2 separate regions of the Zea mays genome follow, and region 2 is linked to region 1. The links are chromatin contacts, called in public Hi-C maps. All regions are on one chromosome and are shown on one strand. Each heading gives the region's core, a stretch centred on a gene start, on an enhancer-like site or on the middle of the called end of the contact. The rest is flanking DNA. Distances are from core to core; before and after follow the strand shown. Region 1 holds the start of LOC542063 (barley mlo defense gene homolog 5). Region 2 holds the start of LOC100191716.

Region 1 (4,490 bases), core at 664-3,163:
TCCAAAGGATTGTACCAAAAAGGGAGCCTTAATATTTATCCAATAATTACCATGAGGATTAGATTGCTTATAAAAGGACAATTGCTACTTGCTACCACCACACCACAAGTACTCCTTATATCAGCTAACCAAAACATGAGCAGCAAACGAGATACTACTACCATTGTCTGTAGCACCCTTCTGAATCTCATCCTCCCAGTGTTTCCATTGACGAATCTGAGTAACACGGTGGAATTAGTCAAAGTTAGAATTACATGAAGCTAAGATTGATTTACGCACGGATGAGTGAAATGCCATCGATACTTTACCCTCACGCTTCCTAGAAGCATAGTCAGGACACAGAAAATCACGTGTGCAATGGCCAGAATGAAAATGAAGATATGCAACTGATGCAGTGCTTCAACTGACAACAAAGGAACTTCTCCCTGTCGACAAATATGCTGGAGTTAGAACTAAAATCATGGTTGCCTTGAAGCCTTGACTCTGTAACTCCATAATGTCACGCATTTACAGATTTTTGAAAGAGAAGTTTCGATCCTGTAGTAGACGTAGAGACAAGTATTTGTGTTCCCTATACTATTCCCACAACGTGTCCACCTTGTCTAAAATGTGAATTGGGGAAATAAAGAAAGATCCCCATGTGCTGCTATCTAGTGTTGCACACAAGCCGCATACTACATCAGTCACGAGTCATAGATATTAGGCACGATATCATAGATAATAGGCACGATATTTAATGATACAATCTAGAAAAATCCAAGTTGTCTTGTCAATGATTGGAAGCATAGTCTGTTATAACGAGCATCAGATAGACCAACAAGTGCATGTGTAGTTCGTCCACCGACCTTCTTCTGGCAACGCTGGGTCCTAGGCCCGCCCTCGGCAAGCAAACGCCGGCGGGTGAGGCCTAAGATTCCGGCAGCATGGCCGTGCGCCTCCGTGGGGCTCAGCTCGGCCTGCTCCTTGGCGCTACGGCATGGGAGCATGTAGATGGTCCACCCCGGAGGAATGCACGTCCTCTGCATCACTCCTTGGAACACCGTCAGCAGCAGCGAGATGAACCCCAGAAGCATCAGCTCTGCGAAATAGCATCGGATATATACGTTGAGGAAACCCGAAGAACTCTACTGTAGCAGCCACCACAGCTCACATTCACTCAAGATGAACAAAGCTTCCGCTTTTTTTTTTTTGATAGTGATAGGAGCGCATAAACCCCAGCTTCTGCAGAACATCACCTGGAAACGGGCTGAACGTCAGAGAGAGAGAAAAAAAAAAAGCAGGTCGATACCTTCTTTGACCTTGAGGAGAGCCTCGAAGAGCGCCTTCTGGTTCTTCCCCTTGAACGTCTGCCAGCCGTCGCCAGTGGACAGTGGACGCCACCAAGGTGCGGCATTAAATTCAGGAGGGAGACGAGGAGCGAGGCGTTTCGGTGCTCAGGAACGCACGCAAGGAAAATCGGTTACCTTGCCGAGGTAATGCAGGCACCTCTCGGCTGCGAGGGAGATGACCACGATGAGGGAGCAGACCGCCGCCACGATCCACGTCGGCGTGAACTCCAGCGCCGTCGACTCCGATTCCCCGCTGCCATCCGCCATTCACTGATTCCCTCCCTCCTCTCGCGGCGCGGCTCCGGGCGGGCTGCAGTGAAGTGGTTCGCCCGGAACCCCGGACGCGGGCCGGCAGTGGGGTTTTGTTTGCCTGCTCTGAGCGCGCCGGCTTTTCCAGTCGTTGGCCAAACGTACGACGGTTGGAAATAACACGGAACGCTTTAATAGTGCACTAATTGCGTTATCGATCACGGCGGCCGTCCGTCCGTCCGTCAGCTGGCACGGGCACGCACCGCCGCACCGGCAGTGGCGGCAGCCGGGCAGGTCAGCGGCGCATGGATGGAACGGAGGCCCAACTGCTCGGTGGCAGTAGCACGGGTCCGTGTCTTTGAGAAAGATGACCACGGCTGCTGTTTACTATGGCCGATGGCGTCATGCCGTGTCCCGCAGCTGTTTCCATGGCTGCTCCAGGGCTCCTGCTCACGCACAAAGGACAAGACGGGGGGCGTCGGTGAAGTGAAGGGCTGGCAGTTGGCTGGCCCGCCACAACCTCGCCGAAAGAAGAGAATGCTGGCCCTGAATCAACGGCCACAAACTTCATTCTCTTGTGCCGTGAGCCGTGAGAAAGAGAAAAAAATTTATCAACACCGTGAATAGTAGGAGTACTCATCAAAGCGGAAGATGGGAAAAATTTCGTGACTTGAATAGGTATGCAGCAGGTGACAAGTAGCTACTACTGGTCCTGGCAAAAGGCAACGTATGACTAGAGATGATAATAGGCTCTATATTTTATATTATACTAAAATTTAAGTATCGAATCAGATTATGATCTGAATCTATTCATATTTATTTTGAACTAAAATTAATTAAAGGTTCTAATTTATTGTGAAGAAGTATTTGAATCGTGATCTATTACCCACCCCTATGGATGACATATAGGGCCTCCTTGTTTGCTTAGGCTTTGTTTAAATGTATTAGTTGGCTAACTATTAGTAAATTTTGCTAAAAGTAGCTGGTAGCTAAATTATTAGCTGGCTAGTTTGGATGTTAGTAACTAATTTTAGCAGCTAATTATTAGCTTTAATGAATTTAAACAGGGCCTTAGTCTTGTCGGCATGCGCGACTAGCCTACCCAAAACAAACATGTTAGAAAGTATCTTGTGTATAGTTTGCATACATATTGATTCAATAAAAAATTTTATTTATATAGATAGAAAGTTGGAAATAAAACTAGTATGATGATTCATAAGGCCCTGTTTGCAATCTCTAGAGTTGATAGTTAGTCGTTAAAACTAGTTGTAGAGGTTCCAAATACTTTAACTAATTGTTAGCTAACTCACATGTTACAATTAGTTCATTAGTTGGCTCAACCCATCCAACAATTTGTTAGCTGTCTAACTATTAGCTTTGTTGAAGTGTATAAATAGAATGACTACCTTCTCTCATCATCTTAAGCTTTTGGGTTCAACTGGTTAATGCATTCACTTAACATAGTATTGAAGTCAAATGTCTTGAGTTTGAATCCTAGCAGATGCTTTATTTGTGCATTCACCCATTTATTTCCACATTTGCGTCTTTCTATCTAGTTGCACGTGAGTGGGAGTGTTGAAGTGTATAAGGGGATTGGTTACATTCTTCTATCAGTTTAATCTTTTGGGTTGAACTGGTTAGTGCGTTCACTCTAACATGCTCTAGGGGTTTCAAATGGAGCCTAACTTATAAGACATTGCATTGTGATACCTTAATATGGATATGTCATATTTTTTGATAGAGGTACACCTAATATATTTCCACATGGTAATCACAGTCATCTCTTTAAACACATATAGCTCTCAAGAAATCATCATCATAAATAGCTTCGATTCAACAGTTGTGAAGCCACAAGGGTCCAAATTGAACCAACCGATCTAATACCACTTCATGGGACCTGACGCCTAAGGAGGTGAATGTCACACCCGGTTTTGAAGGTAAACCGAATGCAAACCATGTACGTGCCAGGATCAGTTATTCACGTACACAGCGATTACATAAATGACTCATCATAGCACAATGCTTCGAATTACAATAAAGAGTAAGTAATAATATTACAGACTAGAGCCATTTACATAATATAAATCAAAGTACACAGAATCGAAACGTAGCCAACGTAAACAACCCACCACAGGCAGCTGACTGGGGGAGGTTGCTAGCCTAATCCTCGAACTCGTCGAAGTCCTGGAACTCCCGGAGATCCGCCTCGACACCGTTCTCCTTCTTCTTTACATGAGCATAGATTGCACCAAAGGCAACCTGGTGTTTTGTGAAAGCAAGGGTGAGTACACATCAACGTACTCAGCAAATATCTCGTTTGGCTGTAGTGGACTAGCTTTATGTGGAGTTAAGTCAAGCAGTTGCTTTTAGTTGGTCAGGTTATTATTACTAGTAGAAAGCCAGTTTTAGCGTTAACCCAAGTTATTAACCCAAAGTACCCTTTCCAAACGGAAAGAATACCACTTACCATTACCATAGTCATAATCATAACCATCCTCCTCATCACCACCTGTAAACCATACATCTCTGATCAAGTATCTCTAATCAATGGAGCTCCCTTGGCTGCTCATAACCGCGAGCACGGCTGATATATCAGTTTCATAACACTCTGCAGAGGTTGCGCACTTTACCCACAAGCCGTGATTCCCTCTTGCCTCTGGCCGATCAAACCCTTAAACACTACCAAGGTGAATAGGCAGGGTCTCACTACGTAGCCTTTACAAAGATTCCCCGGGGTTGTAGTCGGCCGTTAGGTTTTCTAAATGCACTGCACTCCTCCCCAGGGGGCGAACCAAACTTCGCAGAGCGAGCCGCATACACCGAGCCCCATTAACGGCACGACGGCTAAGCGAACTACACACCGGTTCCTCTAATTATTCAGCTAAGGGCATCCCATTCCACCCTCATGGTTGC
Region 2 (4,020 bases), core at 1,339-3,838, 140 kb after region 1:
AGATCTGCATGGGCTCTGTAGTAGCTGTGTACCATTTAGGATCGTAATGCACGCGCGCGCGCGCCGCCACAGATCCACCCCCCGTGCGCGCGAAGCTGCGGCGTGCATGCGGCCGGGCGCCGCTCTCATTAGCCGTCACTTGAATCCGCCGGTGGCGCTGCCGTAGTCTCTAGCCGTCGCGTCGGGGCCGACCGGGTTCCAGTCCCAGATCTTGTCAGATATGGCGGCCAGGGACAGGGGTAGCGTCCCGAGCGCCGCCATTGGCTGCTGCGACGACGGCGTCGTCGGCAGGGGGAGGACGAAGCCGTGGCCGTGGCCGTGGCCGCCTGCGGCGGCGGCCTGGTGGTTGAAGTACGGCGGCGCGCCGTGGACGTGCCCGACCAGCGTACTGAGCTCGTCGATGGCCGCGGCGGACCCGGACCCGCCCATGGAGGCGGCGTTCACCAGGCTGAGCAGCGAGTACGTGGACGCGGCGGCGAGCGCGTAGCTCGCGTTTCTGGACGACGACGACGACGTCGACACCGCCGCGGCTCCCGTTCCCGCCTGCTGCTGCTGCTGCTGGTGATGGTGGTGGTCGACGGCCGCCCCCACGGCAGAGCCAGCAGAGCTCGCTGTGGACAGCTGCTGGTAGCCGCTGCAGTACGGCTTCGTGGGGAGGAGCTGCGACTGCCGCTGCGCCCCCGCCGCCGCCGCCTTGTTATTGCTGTGCGCCGCCGCCGCGGCGTGGTGACTGTTCCTGCAGATGGCCGCGGGCTGCGACGACGTGCACTCGCCGTGGAGGAACTGCATCATCTTGGACGGGGTCGTGGGCGGCGTGGGCGTCGACGACGACGACGCCTGCTGCTTGTTGTCTTGCTGCGGCGCCGTGACGACGCCGCGGGAGGGCGTCGAGCGCGCCGAGGCGGGATGCCCGTGGCCGCCGTCGTCGATGCCGGTGCGCTTGTACACGCGGCAGAGGGATATTTCGGTCTGAAGCAATGCGAATTCGGCATGAATTATCCAGATGGCATGCATCATGCTAATAATAAAGCTGAGCGACGAAAGAACAAGTGCGAGAGCATGAATGGGTATAACTAGCTAGCTAGTTATTAGAGGGGGATCAGAATTCAGAAGTACCTTGCTAGGAACAAACTGCCTAGCCTGGCTCGAATCGGAAAGCCAGAAACGGAGATGCTACGAGATGATACAATTTTAGTCCAGATCTCAGTGATTACATCTAGGATCGTGGGATCTAGGTTCACAAACTCTCGTGCATCTAGGGGAGTGTATAATCGACAGATAGCATCTAGGCGTGTGCTGTGAGGCCAACTATATGAACAGCGTCATTGCTCATGGGCGCATGGAAGGAAGAAAGGGAAGATGAACAAACCCTAATTTATACCTAGTAGTTTCTCAGAGAACGAAGGCGCTTGCTCCATTCAAGGGAAAAACCTAGCTAACAGCAAAAACTAACTCACCCAAAGCAAGTAAGCCCAAACCCTAGCTCGTTCCTAGCTAACGACTCATCGATTTGGTGGCAAAATTAGCTGATTTCTTGCATTGGAGCCAGCCAATCGAAGATGGCCATGGTGAACGAGACACGATGCCGTACCTTGTGGTAGCGGTCGGTGTCGTCGGGCGGGAGGCGGTACTCGTTCATGATCCAGCTGCTGCGGACGCCCTTGGGCGCCTTGCCGGAGTAGAAGACGAGCGTCTTCTTGAGCCCGATGGGGCGGCTGTTGTCCGCCTTGATGGTGCGGTCGGCGCCCGTGGCCTTCCAGTAGCCCGACGCCGTCACCCGGTTGGGCCTGTCGCCGTTGCGGTACTTGCGGTCCCTCGGCACGTAGAAGTACCACTCCTTCTCCCCAATCGCGGCCATTGCTGCACGCATACATGCATGCAGACCATCCGTCAGCCCTTAGTCAACTTGATTAGATCGAATTCTAGGCTTCTAGCACAAGACTGGTTAGTTCGGGGTCGGGGGCGTGGGGGGCGAGAGAGATTGGAAGGGTACGGTGGGAGAAAGATCCGAGTAACTGGTGTGTGCGCGGCATGGGGAGAGGGGACGACGAAAACGAGAGCAGGAGACGGACACGGACCTGGGAGCTCCCATGGGTCGTAGCGGTAGAGGTCGAGGAAGGTGATGAGCTCCACGTTGAAGCGCTTGCCCTCCACCTTCCGGCGGAGGTAGAACTCGATGAGCTCCTCCTCCGTGGGGTGGAACCGGAAGCCCGGCATCACCAGGTCGTCCTCGTGCGCGTCGCTGCTTCCTCCGCTTCCACCTGCAGCCGCCGCGCCGCCGTGCCCGTTCTCGTGCCTGCCGCCGCCGCCTCCGCTCATGATAGCCGATCGACCGCGCGCGTCTGTGTGCGTCGTCGTCGTCTACCGCCGCTGCTGCCCCGGCCTCGGCTGCTGCCTCCGCATATCTTTGTAGTACCCTCTGTGCCCCGGCCTCGGCGAGCGCGGCTGTAGCTGCTGCTGGCTAGGTAGTAGCTGCTAGATATGTGCGTAGGTAGCTAGCGCGCGCGAGCGAGCTCAGTGGGCTGTGGCTGCTTCCTCTAGGAAAAAGGGGACGTCGCTGCTGCTCGCGCGCGGTCGCAAGTGCAAGTGGGGGGGAGGAGACGAGGGGCAAAGGAGGCGTCGCTGGGACAATATATATCGACCAAAAATCTCGCCCTACTTTGGATCGGCCCCGGCCAGCCGTCTCTCTAACCACTCGTCTACACCGCAGCTAGCTATAGCCGAGCACGCAGCAGAGCGCGCACGCAGGGTCGAAGCCTGCTGACGCCAGTCGCCACGTCACGACTCACACGCGCGCGCGCGACGGGCCGGGAGGAGCCGAGCTAGGAGGAGGTGGGAAATTATCAGTCGCGGGGCGGAGGGGGGACCCGCTGGCCGGCCGGAGCTAGCGGGAGCGGTGGAGTGAGGGACAGCGACGGCGGAGCGAGTTTAATAGGGGGGAAAAGGACGGCTCAGGAAGCGGACAGCTGTGGGCGGTTGCCGCCGGCAGGCATCAATCCATCCATTTGCTGGCCTGGACTGGACCCTGCGCGCGCGCCTTCTTGCCTTGGCGGCCGATGATACAAGACGATACGTGCACACACAAGGAGCCGCGCCCCCGCGATGGCGCTAGATTGATTCGCTTCGGCCATTGTTTTCTTCCTTGATGTGCTCTCTGCTGTCTCTGCGTCTCTACACGATAGCTACGTACAGTTATTGCCATGCGCCTGGATCGTATTTGTGATGTAAGTGTAACCTAACATTAATCAATACACTACTATTAATCAACCAGCCTTTTCCACATGTTTATGTACAAAACCAGGGGGGAGGCCATGCGCACACACATATATATGCTTTTCGCTACGTACTCGCTACCTGCAGTGTGGTTGCTGTTGCTGACTTTAATTTGCGACGGAGTACGAGCACAGAGTACTGTGAATCTGTGATGAAGTGAAATCTGGCCGGATTTCTCAGAACCTCTCTCTTTTGGATTCCAATCCCCCCTCGCGCCACTTGCTTGCTTGCTTGCATGCATATGCTCGAATTGGGTAAGCAGGCCTTGCATGAAGCCACGCAGACGACACGTACTACAGTGCTGCGGGCGTGTCCATGGAACTGGGTTATTACTGCAGGCGCGCGCGGCCGCCGCGTGCACTGTGTGCTGCTTCTGACTGACTTCTGATGCGTCCCTTTCGACGGCTGCTTTTCGCGCAAAAAAAAAAAGAGAGAGGAGCTATTGGTAAAAGCAGATCGAAAAGCAAGCACGGCAGTCGGCATGCATGGCAGGACGTTGAAACCAGCAACTGTGTCTCCCTCCCTGCGCGGCTGCATGCGCAGCACAGTATCATTTCGTTTCATCAGCTGATACTGATAGCTCTAGCTCGCGTCGCGTGTGGACGACATTTGTGCATGCAGCATGCATGGGACCCGAACGAATAGTAGCATGAATGATGCATGGGATGTTGAGATCTGTGAATGAAGTGAGGATGAAGTGGTGAGACGAGACCAGATGCTTCCATGCGGATGCCTTGAGCCAGGGAA

The links. Hi-C and Micro-C count contacts between places; a contact is called where the count stands out from the background.
Region 2: a contact with region 1 is called in a Hi-C map of ear, with 1.7 times the contacts expected there. The contact joins the promoter of LOC100191716 here to the promoter of LOC542063 in region 1. A contact is called at or near these places in 2 of 25 Hi-C or Micro-C datasets (ear and leaf).

What each region holds. Positions count from the first base shown.
Region 1 is chr3:174,502,519-174,507,008 of Zm-B73-REFERENCE-NAM-5.0, forward strand. LOC542063 (barley mlo defense gene homolog 5) reads right to left here and starts at 1,914. Exons shown (of 14, transcript NM_001305849.1): 1 at 1,464-1,914; 2 at 1,289-1,346; 3 at 846-1,078; 4 at 309-425; 5 at 162-216. The coding sequence starts at 1,595.
Region 2 is chr3:174,644,242-174,648,261 of Zm-B73-REFERENCE-NAM-5.0, forward strand. It overlaps LOC100191716, which reads right to left and starts at 2,589. Exons shown (of 3, transcript NM_001328205.1): 1 at 2,079-2,589; 2 at 1,592-1,860; 3 at 1-969. The coding sequence starts at 2,319. The coding sequence ends at 136.